2 separate regions of the Mus musculus genome follow, and region 2 is linked to region 1. The links are chromatin contacts, called in public Hi-C maps. All regions are on one chromosome and are shown on one strand. Each heading gives the region's core, a stretch centred on a gene start, on an enhancer-like site or on the middle of the called end of the contact. The rest is flanking DNA. Distances are from core to core; before and after follow the strand shown.

Region 1 (5,336 bases), core at 952-3,451:
ACCCACTTTCATCCCACCGACTCAGTCTCAGTCTCCCTTCCTCCTCTTCCTCGGGCAATCTGAATAACGTTCTCAAATGCATGAAAGAATATACACGAGACCTCAAAGGAAACCAATCATTTTGAAATACAGAGATCACAATATTTCTTTTAAGTAGCAATACAGTAATGCGTGCTCCTCCATTAATGGATTAAAGAATGAAATCCACCGGCAGGACTAATAGCCCTCAGAGTTTTGAAACAGGGATGGGCATAAGTAATACCTTAGATACCTGTCACAGCTAATCCAAAATTTTAAAATATCTGTTAACCCTGCTAAACATTACTATGGTGTGTTGATAGCACTCACCACGTAAGAAAAAGCTAGATTTCAGGGGGAGCCAGTAAAGATAAAGATATAAGGGCCCAGGATAAGAAGATCAGAGGTGAGGAGGACACAACATCTGTCCCCAACACCAGGAGTAACTGGGACCACTGGGACCTTGGCACGCAGGAACTCTGCCAGACCAGTGTGCATGGGTTCCTTCTGGTCTGTCTGGGCCAGTGCCCTGAGCAGAACTTTGGGCTCAAATTGGGAAGCCAGCCCCACAACACCCAGAGGCAGCTCCACTCCCAGGCGCTCTAACACGTTCAGGATCCTAGGATCCCAGTATCCCAGGAACTTGGTCACACCAGGATCTCAAGGTCCCAGAGGCAGCTTGACTCCCAGGAGCTCAGATATACCTAGGATCTCAGGACCCCAGGATCCCAGAATCACAGTATCCCAGAGACAGCTTGACTCAGAGGAGTTCTGACACAACCAGGATCACAGGAAGGACAGGCTCCAGTCAGACATAGCCAGGGCAGGTAGCATTAGAGATAACAGATGGCAGGAGGCAAGCCTAAGAACATAAGCAACAGAAACCAAGGTTACTTGGCATCATCAGAACCCAGTTCTCCCACCATAGCAATTCCTGGATACACCATCACACCAGAAAAGCAAGATATAGATCCAAAGTCACTTCTCATGATGATGATGGAGGACATTAAGAAGGACATAAATATTTCCCTTAAAGAAATCCAGGAGAACACAGGTAAGCAGCTAGAACCCCTTAAATCCCTTTAAAATAATGATTGAAGAGTTTTCTCCAAAGAAAATGTCTTTACAATTCTATTGGGGCTCCCTAGGTGGGGGAAGGCAGCACCCGGCACTTTCAAGTGTTTTAGAACACTGACCCACAAAGCCGGGTCCCCAGGTGGTTTAGCATCTCCTATCAGAAAGGAAAATCTTCTCCCAAATGCACAGTCCAGGAAGCCCTGGCCATGGTTCAGAAGTGTACACCTGTGCACACCTCCTGGGATTCTGCTGTGGGCTCACATCAGAGGGAGGTGGCATGTAGGATCTGCAGTAGAGTTTGTGGTTAAAATAACCACTTACCGGAGTCCTATACAAGGCTCTGTGACTACATTTCCTCCTCTGCTCCTCAAATCTGACCTAGACTCTGCCTCAGTCCCAATTCTCATTAAATAATGGAATGTGGTCTGTTTCTCCTGTCATAAGTACAGGGTCAGATACTGCTGCAAAGGCAGCGGCTAAGATTCCCCTCTTTTGTGTACATAAAAAAATAATTGGCCTTCTAATTACCTCCATAAAAATGAGAAAACTTGGTCTGCTTATTGGCACCTTTGTTAGCACTAGGGAATAATTAGACGCCTTAATAACTCTCTAATGATCCCTAGAGAAGGGAACCATTTTTAAAGAGTGTCATTACAGAGGCTTTCAAATGCAGTCTGCACTGAGCGAGGCCATAAGGCAGTCGGGATTCCTCGGTGTTGCATGGGAGGAAATATCGGTCCATTTCTGTCACATGCCTCTTCCTTCTGGCAGGAGAAGCTGGTGGAGTGGGGAAGTGCGCCACCTCTCTTCTACTCCTCTTTTATAATCCCAGTCAGCTTGTAGATTTAAACTCTGAGATCCTCTCCACCCCCACCCCCACCCCCAGAGCACAGGCTTGCGATTCGCCCCACCCCCACCCCCACCCCCAAAGCAGAGGCTTGCGAGAGCTGTAAGAACACGAAGCAGAATGGTGGTTTCCCATCCGGACAGGATGCCAGCCTTCTGCAGATTTTGTCTCTGTGGTTAGCTTCGGGACTTTTTAGGAACAGAACGTCTAAGAGGAGCGACGCCAAGCCTATGTTTCTCCAGCAGGTGGAGCCATCTCTTTAGCTTCCCCGTCGCCTTGCGCGAGATGGGAGGCGCTGGTTTGCAACCCAGGGATGGGAGGCAGCTCTGGGACTCTTTGGAAAACTTTGCCCAAACCCTCATTATTTCTATAACTTTATGTGAGAATCACAAACAACCCCTGAAAATTTGTCAGAAATACTGATTTGCCTTTCTATATCCGAATAACCACAAATTCTGGCAAATCAAAAATAATTGTGGTTTCCATAGCTTTAGCTCTCAGGTATCATGGGATTCATCTGCCTCTTCGCAATGATCTGCATCAGCTTCTAAAATCTGAACTTACTTTCAACCGGGTCAGGAGCCTGGCTTGTCAGGGTGACTCTCAGTCTTAGAGGCCTGCAGAAGTAGCAAGCATGCGGGGCTGTACCCCAGAGCACCCTTTGGGAAGATGAATCCCTGTTAACCCTATGCTGTACTGAATCTATGCTGTACTGAAGTAGGACAGCCTCTTTCTGAGACTGGCAGAGGTAATTCACCCAAATCAACTGCCTGTCCAAGACAAGACTCCACAGAGACCTTCCAGTTTGCAGATACTGCAGACAGTTCAGGTCCATTATTAATGGTCACAAGAACTCTGTGACTTACACAGTTGATAAGACCTACACAAGGAATCGGGCTTCCATTTCCTCCTTCCCTTCCCTCTCCCCTCTCTTCCTACCTCCCTCCCCTCCCTTCCTCCCTCCCTCCCCTCACTCTCTCCCTCCCTCCCTCCCCTCCCCTCCTCCTCCCCTCCCCTCCCCTCCTCCTCCCCTCCCCTCCTCCTCCCCTCCCCTCCCCTCCTCCTTCCTTCCTTCCTTCCTTCCTTCCTTCCTTCCTTCCCTCCTTCCTTCCCTCCTTCCTTCCTCTCCTTCCTTCCTCTCCTTTCTGGTGCTAAGGAAGGCACTGCTCTGTGCTGGGCACTCTCTTGACCCCCGAGTTGCACAGCCTCTCAACACTCCTCTAACCACACATTGTGCCTTCCCACAAATCTTAGTACACATATATAGGGAAGTAATGGGGCATATAGCTCAGTGGTAGAGCATACACTAGCCAAAGGTCCCAGGTTTGATCTTCAGCACTACAAAACAAACCTACCAAAACCACAATCCTCAAACAAAAAAACAAACAAACTAACAACAACAACAACAACAACAAAAAGACAAAGACCAAAAAAAAAATCCCGCTGTGACTTGGTGGATACAATCATTTCTATTTGTTCTTTGAAACAGGGTCTCACTCTGTGGCTCAGGTCAGCCTGGAGCTCACAATATTCCAAAAGTGGCCTTGAGGAGCTAGAAATGCAAGTGCTGAGACCTCAGGCGTGAGCCAGGATGCCCGTCCATTTTCTGCAACCTATGATTTTAAGAAAAATGTTGCTTTTGTCTGGCTGTCCACTGCTGAGTGACAAGCTTCACCCCACCTTCAGTGACTATACACCTGCAGACTTCCAGTTCACACATTTGCGACACAGGAACTCAGGGCACTCTTGCCTGGCAGAGTCTCCTGTTCCACGTAGCATCAACAAAGGCCATGTGGTGGTATTTTCTTGGCTAGTGAGCTGGGGGACAATCCATGACACTATCTCTTGCTTTTCTGGCACCTTGATGAGGGGTTAGAAGGGTCAGGCATGAAGTCAGCTCCGCCTTTCCAGCAGCGAGACTTCAGGGTAGCCTGGTATCTTGTGCGGTAACTAAGCTCCGTGAACAACCATCCCAGCAAATAATCCGTCATGACCTTCACACCCTAACCTTAGAAGGCATACGGCCCTATTATAACGGCAATTTGTTTGTCCAAGTACTCAAAGCCCTGCCCAGACTGGAGGAGAAAGAAGGTAGATCCAATCTCCTGATGGGGCAAGAGGCCAATTGCCACTATGTTTTGAAGCCATACTATTTAATTGACATTACGTTTTCTGTATCTGCTTGAAGTTACACACTTTCTAAGTCTAGTCTCTCTTATCTGTTCAAATCTCCGTTAGCCTGGATGGATAGGACATGTGAGGCCCTAGGCTCCATCACCAGCATGTCCACAAGACAAAATGAAGCTACGTGCACCCTTTGTTAAGATCATAGACAACCTCACTAAATACTTAGGAGTCGAGACTCAGGCTACAGAAGTACCTTTGTGTTAGCAAGAGGCATACCAAAGCTGCAGCAGGCACTAAAGAGTGAGCCTTGTTCTATAAAACCAAACAGCAGCAACAAAAGGAAAACATCTTCCATTATGTTTAACTTTCCTTTTAAAACTTAAATTGAGCCAGACTGTAGTAGCATATGACTTTAATCCCATCACTCGGGAGGAAAAGACAGAAGCAGAGGCAGGGGCAGGGGCAGAGGGGCAGAGGGGCAGAGGGGCAGCGGGGCAGAGGGGCAGCGGGGCAGAGGGGCAGCGGGGCAGAGGGGCAGAGGGGCAGTGGGGCAGAGGGGCAGAGGCAGAGGCAGAGGCAGGTGGATCTCTGTGTTTGAGACAGCTTGATCTACAGATCAAGAGTGGGTTCCAGGACAGCCAGGGCTACACAGAGAAACCCTGTTTCAGAAAACCAAAATCAAAAGAAGAAGAAGAAGAAGAAGAAGAAGAAGAAGAAGAAGAAGAAGAAGAAGAAGAAGAAGAAGAACAACAACAACAACAACAACAACAACAACCACCACCACCACCACCACCACCACCACCACCACCACCACCACCACCTTAGGAGAAAGCTGACTAATATTTCACTAGTTTTCAGGTGTGGGTTGATGCTGGTACATACCTACCTCTGGCGGTATCTCAGCATCGATAGCTCTCAATAGTTATCCTATGGGACATGCCCAGAGAACACTGGGTGCCCCCAATAGGTCAGCAGGAAGCTCTTAATTATTCATGAGCAGCATGCTACAAGGATCTGGCATTTATAGGTACCCGGAGAGTCTGGTCTTAATGAAATTATATATCCATACTGTTAAGAAGATATCGAATTTTTTTTTTTACAATTTTTATTTTGAACACTAAACCATTAATACAAGCAAAGCAATGTAAAACTCCAAATTACTGCAAAAAAAACCCCACTTGTTTTTAAAAATATTTATTCTATTCTATGTACATGAATTTTTTGCCTTCATATGTGTATGTGCACAGGTACATGCCTGTTGGATGGT
Region 2 (5,336 bases), core at 1,199-3,698, 210 kb after region 1:
AATATCCTCAGAACACCTGCTTGACTGACAAATAGGTCTAATGACCCAGTTCATCCTATAGCCATGTCCCCAAACCATTCCATCATAACCTCACAGGCTTTCTTACTTCATGGCTTGCATAGGACCACTTCTGCCATACTCTACCTCAAGCACTTGGGTATCTCCAGAAGAGATGACAGGGAGCCAGTTTCCAAGCTGATCCTTCAGGAGTGGTTGGTGATTCTTTTCTCTCTTTCCCACCTGTGCCATTGTCACATGGCCACTCTCAGGGTGGCTGTTGACAAAGGCAATGACATGCAGAGCAGAAGTGATCGTCCAAATGAGGCCAGCCTGGACCAGCCAGTGATCGTCAGCCTACCATGAGACATATACCAGTGGACCCCAAGGGGTGGCCCATGCTGTCATCATCATGAGGCGTGACGGAGGTGAGGGGTAACTGATATTTCATAATAGAAATAGCAAGGGCTGCAGAGTTAGTGCCAGCCGTGTTTTAGCCTTGCTGCCTAGCCTGTTGCCCACTGCATGCTCTGCATGGTACTGCTTCTTCCTTGAGCCCAAGCATCTTCCTCTATTGAACAAGAATGACCTCTGAGCTCCAGCATCAGGACCAACATCAGGACCAACTGAGGTAAAGCATGAACCAAGCACCCAGAACAGGGCCTGTCACACGGCAGGTGACTGACTCTCCTTGTCTGGAGCTCTGTTTAGCAGAGTGCAGCTTTGGGCTGTGGCTGCATTACTTCTAATTCTTCGTTGATAGAGGTGAAAAGCCTGATGTTTGCTGTGCAAACCTGGTGACCAGGTTCCAGTCCTTCCAATCCTTGTAAAGGTAGGAGGAAAGGGCCAGTTCCTCAGAGGCGTCCTCTCACCTCCACACACACGTGGTAGCACAGGTGTCCCATCCTACCCCATATCATACATACACATAGATAATAATTATTATAATTAAAAATATTGTAATACACTCCGGAAATCAGTGCCCACCTAGATTTACCATGGGAAGAGGCCATCCTGATACTTCCATTTCTGCCAGTGTCTTCTGTGTCGTTTCTAACAGTCACGGGAAGGCCCATAGAGTGAGTGCATTTCTATCATTCGGATAAGGAAAAACAATATAAATACTAGGATAAACAGGGTGACAGTGTTGCCTAACTTGTCACTGTACTAAAATACTCCACAGAAACAACTTAAGAGAGGGAAGATTTATCTTGATGCACAGCTCAGAGGGAACAGTCCCTATGGTGGCTGGGGCTCCATCCGAGGTGGCTAAGTCATGAAATGGTAGCTCTGGAAGTGGGAGGGTTTATAACCCCCAATGCCTGCCTTTATATCTATACCCACCAGCTAAGCCCCTGGTGTTGTATAACCTACCTCAAGAGCACCACGAGCAAGTATTGAAAGCCTGTGGGAGACCTTCCACATCTAGACTGTAGCAATGACGTCATTGTAAAATAGCATAAAGTGAAGACATGTATAACCAAGCCAGCCTCTGCTGTGACTGCTGAAGAGAAAACGTAAGCAATTCCTTTTTTAAAACTGCAGCTCTCCAGTTGCCTAGAGGGAAAAAAAAGTGTGTGTTGTCTGAAAAATTTCATTTCTGAGGTGTGCCAAAGCCAGAAGGCTCAAATTTACCTACAGACTCAAGAAGAGCCCGCATTGCAGGCCAGCCTTTCAAGGCTACAAGGGGCTACAAGGCTACAAAGGGCTACAAGGCTATGAGGATTGGTGACAATGTCCTCCTTGGTGCCCCCCCCACACCCTATTTCTTATTCCTGCTGCTAAAGGGCGTGAAATGAGAGCCTGCTGTCTGGCTTCCCTCAGCTCCACGGTAAGCTTCCAGCCGCTCCGCACTTCCGGTGCTCAGCACTTCCTCCCGTGAAAACAATAAGGTTCTGAAACAGCCTGGCCAACCAGTCCTGAGGTGGCCACACGCCATCAGCGCTGCTCATACAGGAAGTCGTAGGATCCTACAGTGGAAGTCCATTTCCAGTTATTACCACTAGACAAATGGCTTTTAAATTACACCCCAAAAGGTGGACAGGCCATTTGTCTTTGCAAGTAATGGCACAGAAATACAGTGCCACTGCTGTCCTCGCCTTGTGAAGGGGACAGGGTAGGGGTGGGGCGGGCGAGCAGAAAGAAGGCTAAACAATCCAGGGACTGCAGAAAGAAAGAAAAAAAAAAGAAAAGAAAAGAAAAAGAAAAACCTGGTAGCTTTTCTGGAGCTAGACTGGGGCGCGTTGGGTAGGGCCTAAACTGAGGTGCCAGAGCTTTGTTGAACTGGACCCAAACCCTGGGATGGGGCAGGGAACTGGGCTATATAGAGCATTGCAATGTTGAAGTTTAGACCGGAAAAAGCTGTATGGTAACCATAACTGTCACTCAAGCAGGTACACAACCTGGACTTTAGCCTCAAAGATTCAACCTTGAGGGCCAAGAACTTCCAAAGAGGTGTCCAGCTCCCTGGCCAGCAGAGGGCGCTGTCTGGATTTTCAGCTCAGTGTCTCTCCTCAGGAGATACTAAACGCTAGGAACTGCTACCTCCTGAGGCCAGGCCTTAGCTCTCTGGCATGCTATGGATAGGGAAACATTAAAGGAAGAATGTCTGCATTCCTCCTACCAGCTCTGAAGCCTTTGTTTGCCTTCTTAGTCAAGGCCTGTCAGCTCCTCAAGAGCTGAAAGGTCTAGAAGGTGAAGGAAGCTGTCACTACATGGTTTCCACACTGACAGTCTGTCTCCATGCCATTTCAGCACGCAGCAAGCATGGAGCATCAAGTCACGTTCCATCTCTCAGGTCCTGGCCTCCCTGGGGCCCAGCTGTCCCAGAACCCCCAGTCTGGAGCCCAGAGGGTCATACTGAGCCGGTGCTCTAAGCCCAAAAGCCACCAACTTTCAAGGATAAAGTCACCATTGCCTCATACTGCTGACTTCACATTCTTCCTTGAAGGTGGGGAGGGTAGGAGGGTAGGAGGGGTAGGCGGGCGCTGCTGCATAACCCTCCCCCTTTCTCTCTTCCTTTCTTTCCTGGAAGGATCCCATAGAAGCAGCCAACAAGACACTCCAGTGTGCTAACTTCAAGTCTCTCAAACCCGACTTCCACACTCATAGACATGCCTAGCATGCAATGGACAAGCATCATGTATGTCCAGAGGAGTTTCTGTTAGGGAAGACACAGATACATTTTAAAAAAAATGAATACAAAGTTTCCATGCATTTGCCAAGATAGTCAAGTGTTCTGGAAGAAGTCAGTTCCCTAGGTTCTTGCAGATCTGGTTCCACTCCTCTCAGCTGTTAGGGTCACCTCAGTCAAAGTACAAAAAAAAAAAAAAAAAAAAAAAAAACAAAACAAAACAAAAAGACAAGTGCCAACAGATTTTGCAAGTCTACAGAATAAGTCTTTCAAATACTTCCTTTATAACAATTAACAACAAGTCAAAAAACAACACAAAAACCAAAAACATGGCGTTGTTGTATTTGGCTTTGTCTTCAGCCCTTCGTGTGGGTTATCTCCTTAAGCATGACAACTGCCCAGTGAACCACAGACCATTATTACAGGCTATCTCAGAGACAAAGAGACAGGCCCAAGGTCACTCAGCTTCAGAGTGCTGACAGCAAGCTCCAGAGTCAGTCGATGTGATGACAAAGAGGCTTTGCAAGCTGTTCATCTATTGAGATAAGCATCACCTCAGACCTCCAGTGACATGCTCTCAGACAGCATGCACAAGGCAGAGAGAGAGCATTTCAAATAAATATAAATCCAAGAGGAGGCATCTTAGCTATTCAAGTATGGTGTTCCTATAGGCTGGAGTTTTGAGCCGAGTTTCCTATGAGAATCAAGTTAAGCACACTGGAGTCTGATAAGAGTTCTGGAAGGAAGCTCTTGGTGTAGCTTTATGGATCTCATGGGTTTTGCCAAACTGATACATTCTGTGGCAGGCCCCATTTCCATAGAGGGGAGTGGCTTCTTGGTAGGTAGCAAATGAAAGATATGACATCAAGTAACAAACGTGATTTAAAATGAGGTCCACGATTGAAGAACGGACTCAAGAGAAATCCTGTTTTCCCATGGATTCCTAAAGGGGCTCTGAACAAATTGTCCAATCTCACTTCCAAAAGCTATTTCCTAGTTCAGTATGTTAGCCTACCTCGGAACTGCTTTTGTATGAAGCAAATAGAGGTTGGTTTGATCCACAGGATCAAGGGGGAGGTAACAGCCATGCAGGAAGTGTAAGAGAAGACAATGGGAGGACCATGATGTAAGACCCAGTGGCTTTGGTGGAAAACGTATGTATGTAGTGGGGAGAGACCCAGTCTGCCCGTGGTCCATGCACTGCTGTGGACAGCAACAGGCAGGATCAGAAGTCCCTGGTTGGATCCCTGAGGATGTGGGACTTTTGATTAGCATTGACCTGAGATTTCTTTGTCCACCTGTGACTGAATGCTCACCACTTGTGGTTTGAATATGTTTGGCCCTTGGGAAGTGGCACTATTAGGAGGTGTGGCCTTGTTGGAGTAAGTGTGTCATTGTATAGGCAGACTTTGAGGGTTCCCAGTACTCAAGCTCTGCCTGCCTTTGGATCAGGATGAAGAATTCTCAGCTCCTTCTCCAGGACCATGCCTGCCTGGACACTATCATGCTTTCTACCATGATGATAATGGACTGAACCTCTGAAACTGAAAGCCAGTCCCAATTAAATGTTGTCCCTTATAAGAGTTGCCTGGGTCATGGTGTCTCCTCACAGAAATGAAACCCTGACTAAGACACCACCTCACTAGCAATCATGTCTGCTTCCTTCTCCTCAAAACTCCCCAAAATCCATGTCTTAAAACGAAGCCCTCAAGTCTAGGGTAGCATTTAGCCAAGGATGTGGAGAAGGGAAGACTTTTTAAATATGTGAACATTGCTATGACTTGGGTGCACCAACCAATCAGAACAGAGCTCCATCACACCTAGTCACTCTTAACTTTCCATTTTAACCTTACGTTTGTCCCATGTTGGACAGAGTCATTTTCAAACATCTGCTAAGAAGGCAGAACCAGTCTTGCGGCCTTCAATCCCTGCTCAGACCTCATGCACTGTCTCCAAGCCTATGTCCTCCAGAACAGGCCACCAAAGGACACAATAAGGAACCACTCATTCTGGCCTCCAAGATATAGTCCCACCTTTTGCCTTTGAGTGTGCCTCTCTTCCTGCTGACACTGGCCTCTTCTCTAATGCCAACTCCAGCAATGCTTTCCTCTATCCGTCAGTGTTTGCATCTCTCCTGTGATTAGCACTCATGTTATGAAGCTTAGCTCCTGCCTGCACATCGGTGACTACTTTAGCCATTAGTTCT

Evidence for each region. Hi-C and Micro-C count contacts between places; a contact is called where the count stands out from the background.
Region 2: a contact with region 1 is called in a Hi-C map of the Ba/F3 cell line, with 1.9 times the contacts expected there. The contact joins two enhancer-like sites. A contact is called at or near these places in 22 of 484 Hi-C or Micro-C datasets (the Ba/F3 cell line, the CH12 cell line, the HL-1 cell line and 17 more) and 4 of 115 datasets of contacts at active chromatin or transcription factors (T-cell acute lymphoblastic leukemia, craniofacial prominence, embryonic stem cells and 1 more).

The regions. Positions count from the first base shown.
Region 1 is chr17:85,662,965-85,668,300 of GRCm38.p6, forward strand. It overlaps a transcript of Six2 not described here. Among named protein-coding and RNA genes, the nearest start is that of Six2, 23 kb to the right of the region's middle. Within about 2 kb of position 2,202, at least 30 of the 459 cell types and tissues checked have an H3K27ac peak or open chromatin away from gene starts, as enhancers often do. A contact at or near this core is called in the Ba/F3 cell line, where this site is marked.
Region 2 is chr17:85,875,158-85,880,493 of GRCm38.p6, forward strand. All of the region lies in intron 4 of Gm30117 (a long non-coding RNA gene), which reads right to left. Among named protein-coding and RNA genes, the nearest start is that of Gm30117, 51 kb to the right of the region's middle. Within about 2 kb of position 2,449, at least 11 of the 459 cell types and tissues checked have an H3K27ac peak or open chromatin away from gene starts, as enhancers often do. A contact at or near this core is called in the Ba/F3 cell line, where this site is marked.